Regions from separate parts of the Mus musculus genome. Here region 2 is linked to region 1. The links are chromatin contacts, called in public Hi-C maps. All regions are on one chromosome and are shown on one strand. The core of a region is the stretch at or near the end of the contact, and the rest is flanking DNA. Distances in the headings are between cores, read along the strand shown.

Region 1 (3,989 bases), core at 768-3,267:
AGTACAGCATCCCTGAAGGATGCTGCCTGCTGACCCACAGGCTGTTTTATTCTCATCTAGCTTTCTTATATGGTTCAGCACCACTTGCCTAGGGCTTTTACCACCCACAGTGGACCCTCCAACCTCAACAATCAAGACAGTCCCCCAAAGACCAATCTAACCCGTAGCCCAATCTGAGCTAGGCAGTTCTCTAATTGAGATTCCCTTCTTAGGTAATTCTGGGTTGTATTAAGTAGACAGAGTTAACCAAGATGCCCACCATTAATGGACTGAACCTTTAAACTGTAAGCCAAAGTGAACCCTTTGTCCCTTAACGTTGCTTTTATCTGGGTATCTTATCACAGCAACAGGAAAGTAAGAAACCAGCACTGTTCACAGCCCAAGGCTCCCGAGCTCTGACAAGACTGTGGAAGTCGTTTCTTCCACTGTGTGAGTTAGCACTTCTCTTGTGTCTCTTTGTTCCCAGAGCTAAACCATGCCCAAGTGCAGCAGAAGTTTCAGACTGGTAATAAATATATCTGCCAATTATAGTTCTTAAAAATAATTTCTATGCCTGTGGTTACTTTTTAGGCTATTGATACAATTGGTTACATATTAGAATGATCAAAGATTTAGTGTAAGATTTAAGATTAGTGTATCCTTTTGTATGGCTTTGCCTTTATACAAGTACAGACAAGCTTGTCCTGTACAAAGATACCCTAGAATAGAATAACGTGAGTGCTTCCTGTTAAGGTTAAGGTTCATAAATACTTTAAATGAGTAACCACACCTATTTTCACACTATCCTAGCCACAGCAGAACTTAATTAACGTTGTTACAGTCTTTGATAAATTGGAACAGTCACAACTCACCATTAGTCATAGGAGTGGTGTCTGCATCCTGGAGGTATCAGGTCATCTGATCACATCATTGTATCAATTCCTAAATGTTACTTCAGTGTCCTGGTAGCATAAAGACGATGGTTCCCAAAGCCTCTGCAGCATCTTATAGCCTCCATATTATAAGGACAACTGAAGTTCTAAGTCAAAATGGTTTGAAATTCCACTAGCATAAATCAAAGCAAAATGCTCTTGCATTGACCTTGTAGGGTTAAGAAGTCACAACTCTTCCTTTCATGTATTCTATCCTTTGATAAGAAAGCAAACCAGGTGTGTGTGGGAGGGTGGTGGTGATGGTATTTGTTGGTTTTGAGACATGGTCTTACTATGTAGTCCTGACCTTGACCTGACCTTGACCTGGGGTGTTCCTCCGACCTCAGTCTCCCAAGAGCTGTGATTACAGAACGGAGCCTTCCTGCTTAGGCTGAAACTTGGCTCCTTGATGCCTCAGAAGCATTAAGATCAATTTGCATCCTGTTCTGTAGCCAGTGTCAATTTTATGTTGGAAAACCTTGGAAAATAACTCACCCTTTACCCACCGACCCCAATTCCCACCAACTTACCCAATGGTAAAAAATTAAAACGGTGTCTATATTTTTATTTCTAATCTGGCTCCAGTTAAAAGCTCAGGGGTCAGCATACTGAGCGAGGCACGAAGCCCCTTGGGGCTAAGACACTGGCTCTTCCCTCGGAGGTAAACCATCATCATAGACAGAGGACAGTTGGGGTTTATCAGAATGTAGCATGGGCAGTCTCTTCAAAACACCATCTTCGCAAAAACAAAAACAAAGACCCATACCTGTGCCTTGTGTGCTTCAGAGCTCCTCCCCACCCCCCCCTGCCTCCCAGGTTTAAAGATAACAGTGGGATGTTGTTGTTTTGCATTCAGTTTGAGAGGAGGCCCTCTGCACAGATGCTCAGCATGTTGGAAATGTACAACAGCAGGGCCAGCCTGGCTGAAGTCCCAGTGCGAAGACAGTAGCCATGCCTAACGTGTTAGGGGACAGTGACCTCATTTTAGGGAAGAACTGAAGTTCCTTCCAGGCAGAATCCTAGCAGACAGGCAGCCGTTTGGCTGTCACAGGAAATGCACCGATGCAGCTTTGGATATGAGCTGGCCTGACAAAGATGATTGCTCACATAGATAGCCTTCGGTAGCATTGCCCACACTCATTAAGTAACTACCCACTTCCTTCCCTTCCTCCTCTGACTGATTGACGGGTAGAAAGTGCTGGCATGCTTCCAGTTACTAGATAGCAATTAAACAGAGCAAAAGCAGCTCGAATCATTCAAGGTTCCATTAAGCGCTTGCCATGTGACAATGCTTTAAAAGTTCTCTTGTATTGAAGACCTGTACCCCACTTCCAAACCCATGGCTTACAAAGAATTGTCCTACCTACAGGTAAACGCCCCTTGAGTTGGGCAGCAACTAGAAAGGCCAACAAGGCACTGGAAGACCAGAGCTTTATTAGCAGGCAGCATGTTGTAGCATGAATGCCTCACTTGTGTGACATTGTTTGAGATTGTGCAGTTCTTGGCATTCTTTTGGACTTAGTGGAAGTCAAGACCACTGGAGGGGGAAGATCTGGAAAATATCACACCATGCTTTACACTCCAGCCTCTGGAGACTCTGAATGGTCACTGTGTCCGCTTGTGTTCCAGTGTGTGATTCAGCTCCAGTGTTGTTAGGGGGAGTAAATAACCATTTAATTTTGGTGTTATCTTTATTCTTTTGAGTCTTGGGCCTTTAACCCAAGCCAGTCTTGAATTTCCAAGCATCAAATCTCCCCAGTGTTAAGGTTGTAAGGTCACAGGCTATATCATGTAAGATTATATGCAACATTCTTTGTTTGATGTGATTAGCAAGGGGTGCTGGTCCTCACCTGACCCCAAAGCCTTGGTCGCAGAAGGACAGAGTCTCAAGGCACTCAACTTGTCTTTGATAAAGGACATCACATTCTAAGTAAGCATTAGTCCACATTCGTGAACACTTCTGCAACATGGTTTTGCCTATGTTTCAGAGCTGTAAATGACTTTGGAAGTTTTCCTAAGCAGGCTGCTCTACTCTGTAAGGCTTCTCTTGGATGAAAACAATTTATACATCTGTTACTTTACTCATCAATAAAGTTTGGCACTGTCAGAAAAGGCCCCTATCCTTAATGTCTGATATAATTTTTGTCTTTGGAAAGTGGACCATAAAAATGGTGAGGGAAGGTGAGTTCATGTTAAACTTGAAATAGTTTTAAAAGCTAAATATTTATTTGGGACCTAAGATTTAATATATCTCTATATTTATATCTATCTATTCATCTATCTGTGTGTGTGTGTATGCATGTGTGTGTATGTGTATGTTTTGAGGCAGAGCCTGAGCAGTGTGCATCACATCCAGCTAAGACCTTAATATTCTTCTATGTGTCTTAAAGACACCTCCAAAATGCCTCTCCCACTCCTTGCTTTTCCATTCAGATGATTTCTCCCAGATCTGCAGCCCATGTTAGCACACATAAGCATATTTTTATTTCATTTTTGGTAGACACATGGTTCTACGCCTTTGTCTAAGGTCTGTGTGTACGTGGTCCTTGTTCAATGCCACGTTAAGGTCACTGTTGCAGAGACCATCTTACCCGTTCATTATCTCTGTGGTGAAAACACACCCCGCCCTCTCCTTCAGTCTTCTGGACACACAGTTCAGTGTGAGCATCAGTCCCCCACCGGTCAGTAGCTCAGCGGAATGTACTCTTTCTAGCTACTGCATAGCACCGCTGGTTAGCCTTGCCGTATGCATTCATCCCCCGACACTCCCCTCCTTCTCCTCACCAGCAGTTTACTTCCACCTTCTATAAGATCAGCTTCAAATAAATCCACATGTGAGTGAGGCCATGTGGCGCGTATCTTTCTCCGCCTGTCATATTTCATTTAACGTCTCCAGATTCATCCACATGCCTACACTGCAGTTTGTTTTTTATGGCTGAGTAGGATCCCATTGTGTATACGTACCATGTTTCTTTAATCTGTTCCTCCACTGATGGATACACTGGGTTAATTTCACGTCTCCTGTGAATATTGACAAAGCAATATTTGAATGATTAACTGATTCAGAGTCCCTGGTCC
Region 2 (3,989 bases), core at 590-3,089, 500 kb after region 1:
GTCCTCAGACACACCAAAAGAGGGCATCGGATCCCATCGTAGACAGCTGTGAGCCACCCTGTGGTTGCTGGGAATTGAACTCAGGACCTTTGGAAGAGCAGTCTGTGCTCTTAACCACTGAGCCATCTCTCCAGCCCCTTGAATATTCTTCACAGGTGCATATGGATCTCATATAGGAGAAAATGTTAAAGGTGCTGATTGTGTAGGTGGGAGTCAGGGAGAGAAGTCGGAGCGGCTCTTGGTTTACAACATTACAGCAGCATGTTATGTTGCTTGCCAGATAAAATCTAGGATGCTCAATTATAATTTAATTGTCAGATAAAAAGTTCATGTGTGTGTGTGTGTGTGTGTGTGTGTGTGTGTGTGTGTGAAAATGAGCTTTGGGATCCTCGTTACCGTTTCTGCATTCTGTAGCCTAACCTGAAGGTGTTGCTGCTGGTGGGGAACCCGAGGACCAGGACACTCATCTCAGTATTCCTTGGAGAAAGCCATTCTGAATTTGAGAGGTTAGCAGAGTCCAGGAGTCCAAGGTGCCAGGCAGAGGCTGGGACTGGAGGTGGGCTTTGTGTGGAGTCCCAGAATGCAGTGTGCACTCCAGGGGTGTCCTGTGTAGTCTGAGGGAGGGTGCCAAGGGCACTGAAACTGTTAGGCTACCAAATCATTTCTCTCAGGAATCTCATCCCAGCAAGGAAAAGCTGACGACTCCCTCTGCAGCAGCCTCGGAGGTTAAGGAAGGCGTCCCAAGCAAGAGCCTGACATTTATCTTCAGGGCTCTGCTGCTACCACCAAGAATGTCAACCTCAGCAGGGCATGGTGGCGCATGCCTTTAATTCCAGCACTTGGGAGTTAAGGCAGGCAGATTTCTGAGTTCGAGGCCAGCCTGGTCTACAAAGTGAGCTCCAGGACAGCCAGGGCTATACAGAGAAACCCTGTCTTGAACCCCCCCCCCCCAATAAAAAGAATGTCAACCTCTTTGGGGTCCAGGACATTGTGGGCACCTTGGAATGGGCACAGGGAACCAAGAGGCCCCCAGCCTAACTGGATAGGACTTCAGGCAGGCAGTCGGGACACGGGAGCCGAGGGACTAAAGACTCTATTTTTCCTCAGTGGACCAGAAGCACTTCAGTATTTCTCAAGCACCATTGAATGGCAGCATCTGAAGAAGGTACATGTACCAAATATACAGCGAGACATTTTCTTAGAAGAAAAGAAACAGGAGAAATTAATTTTGCTGTTTCATCTTGCTTGAGAGGCACAAAATGCTAAACATGTAATCAGTATATGACTAATTAATGAGATTGATGATTAATGAGAGACTTTGACTTTTTAAAAGTCTATCTCAAAATCCAGAGAGCACAGAGAGGCCACATGTGGTGACCCCTCCCCACAGGCCTATGAGGAAGGCTCGCTCCCTCCCTCCCTCCCTCCCTCCCTCCCTTCCCAGCTTTCTGGGGATTTGGTGCCCCGCCCCCCAACTCCCGCCCCACCCCCACTCCTCTGTCAACCTTCCCAGCCTTTAACGTGTGCAGGTTGTGCCAAAATCATATTAGCTGGCTCAGCTCCCGGTGCAATTATATTAGTTACCTGGCCTGTTAGCCCTGCCTTGGCCATGGAAGCTGAGCCTTACCCCTCTTTAAAGCTTCCTTGAAGACTCAGGCATAGTTTACTTGCACCCTTGAGCTCCTGAACACAGGCGCCATTGGGTTCCTGAGGATAGGTGGAGATGCGTAGTGAGCTGAGGCCTTACCCAGGCCTCTTTTCGAGCCACCTGAGATGGGGGCTTCTTTGCCTTCGGTCTTCTCCATAGGGCGAGCCCTGCATGCATAAGAGTTATTCCCTGTACTCTTGCGCCACCTTGTGGTACTTGTGAAAAATCCGAAAATGGCCTCCCGCATCTAGGTCTCACCTAGCAGAACAGCCTGGAAGGACCAGCTGGCTTTTGTAATCGCCTTTAGTCTGAGAGGAAATGAGATTTGTTACTGAATATGCACCGTCTCCTAGGGGTCGAGCTGCCTGCGGAGAGTTCAGTCGCTGTAGTGACTACAGCCGGAACAAAGAGGAAGCATAAATTCCAGGCTGCTCCTCTGTCGTTTAGACAGAATCCTGTCCTAAGCCTAAATGTATGTGGTCTGTCCATTGGAGTTAGCTCTGGCCATGACCAGTCCAAAACAAACAAGCAACAAAAATAAGCAAATATGTAAAGATAATAAAGTCTGATAAGGCTGGTTGCAGCCTACTATGCTTGACAATACAATAATATTGTCTTATTCCAAGCCTTATATGCTTGGAAATCCCTGTATCAAGGAAGGAGTGTGAGGGCTAGGGAGATGGCTCAGTCAGTCAAGTACTTGCCTTGCAGCTGGGGGGCCTGAGTTTGAACCACAGAACTCACACAGGGGATCGGTGTCCCAACTCTGGGTTGGTTTAGACAAGCCGATTCCACTGGCTGGCCAGCCACTCTAGTTTACTTGGTGAGTTCCGGGCCAAGGAGAGACCTGTCTCTGAAGACAAGGTGGATGGATGGCGCTTGTGTAATGACACCCCAAGTTTTCCTCTGGCTTCTATGCATGGGGACAACGTGTGAACACACAGAAGGTTCCTCAATCATGTTCCAACAAGGGACAGGAACAGTGGTTTTCATCAACAGAGCTGGGCAACACATGCCCCCTCCTTCTCCCTCAATGATTTTTCTGTATGCTGCACACCCCTGTCCCCTGAGTCATAAGCCACCTGCAATTTCAGACTGGAAATAAAATCAGCCCCAGACCCTGACTTTGCCGGGTCTTGCAGGAGAGATGACCCCATGAAGCTGAGTCTGCTCTTTGCTTCAAGTTTTTACTGAGGCTTATGGCTGCCAGAGCAGAAGTTTCCCCATGGCCACGGTGGCTTTGGGAGGCCTTGCTAAATAGAGTACCTCAGAAATACAAAGTCCTTCCCACCCGGTGGCCCCAGCACTTAGAGTTCCTAAGTGTATTTTTCATTTCCGTTAAGGCATCAAAAGCCTTTAAAGTCCAATTTTGTAGGGAAACAATTTAAGCTTTTACCTGACATCCCAACCTTAGCATAAAAGTTCTCATTATGTGGGTTCTATGGGAGATGTTCATCAATGGGAGCCAGTGACGGAATTTGGTCCTTTCTCCGCGAGGGTGTGTCAGCGTGAGGCACTTCAGGAGGTCGGATGTCTGTGCACCATCTGTAGCTTTACACATCTATACGTCTACACACGTACGTATGTCTGAGGGGCAGAGGCTAGAGGTTTATGGGAAGAAGGTATTGAGCTTCTGAACAGTACCTAAGATCTTCTGTTAGTCCTGGCATCAGGAGAGAAGTTGGGAGCTGAGATGTCTAACTCAGGACTTGCAAGTTCCCATCCTGGTGCGGGAGCAGACTCGGAGGCAGCCTCAGCCAGTGAGTCACAGAACTCAACACTGGCAAGTAAGGCATCCTCACAGAGGACACTGGAACGGGTGGAGATGGGGCAGGGTGGATGGCCCGGCAGTTAAGACCACTTGCCGCTCTTCTCAGAGGACCCAGGGTTGGTTCCCAGCACCCATGTGACCATTCACAACCATCTGACCTAGGCTGGGTGGTCTCTGTTGTACTAAGCTGAATGATGGGGTGAAGGTATGGCTGTGGCCAGGTCAGGGAGTGGGGGAGAAGCAGATCTGTTTTAAATTGTGTCCTCTTAACCTATACTAGAAAGCCTTTCCCAAGACCTGTTTCATGACCCTATGTAGAAAGATACTCATCTATCTCCCGGGTTTTCACATGCTACCCTTTCAAATAGCACCCTCCTAAGACACACAGACATGGAGGTGACCTTTCATGGAGAGGTGGCCCGATCATGCTCCCTACATCCTTCACAGCACAATGTGGAAGGCTGTGAGGTCCTACACACCTATCTTAGCCAGAGGGTTAAGGAAAGTGTCTATGGTCAGCTGGGAGGCTCAGAGGGGGACAGAGAATTTTAAGAAAGAAATAGAAAAACA

What was found. A called contact is a pair of places that touch in the nucleus more often than the background predicts.
Region 2: a contact with region 1 is called in a Hi-C map of the N1E-115 cell line, with 4 times the contacts expected there. The contact joins two enhancer-like sites. A contact is called at or near these places in 2 of 484 Hi-C or Micro-C datasets (the N1E-115 cell line and reprogramming fibroblasts), 1 of 115 datasets of contacts at active chromatin or transcription factors (astrocytes) and 1 of 9 other capture datasets (embryonic stem cells).

The regions. Positions count from the first base shown.
Region 1 is chr10:69,794,629-69,798,617 of GRCm38.p6, forward strand. The region is part of intron 1 of Ank3 (ankyrin 3, epithelial); the gene reads left to right. Among named protein-coding and RNA genes, the nearest start is that of Gm33416, 70 kb to the right of the region's middle. Within about 2 kb of position 2,018, at least 38 of the 459 cell types and tissues checked have an H3K27ac peak or open chromatin away from gene starts, as enhancers often do. A contact at or near this core is called in the N1E-115 cell line, where this site is marked.
Region 2 is chr10:70,295,147-70,299,135 of GRCm38.p6, forward strand. The region is part of intron 2 of Gm40687 (a long non-coding RNA gene); the gene reads left to right. Among named protein-coding and RNA genes, the nearest start is that of Gm33704, 3.7 kb to the left of the region's middle. Within about 2 kb of position 1,840, at least 37 of the 459 cell types and tissues checked have an H3K27ac peak or open chromatin away from gene starts, as enhancers often do. A contact at or near this core is called in the N1E-115 cell line, where this site is marked.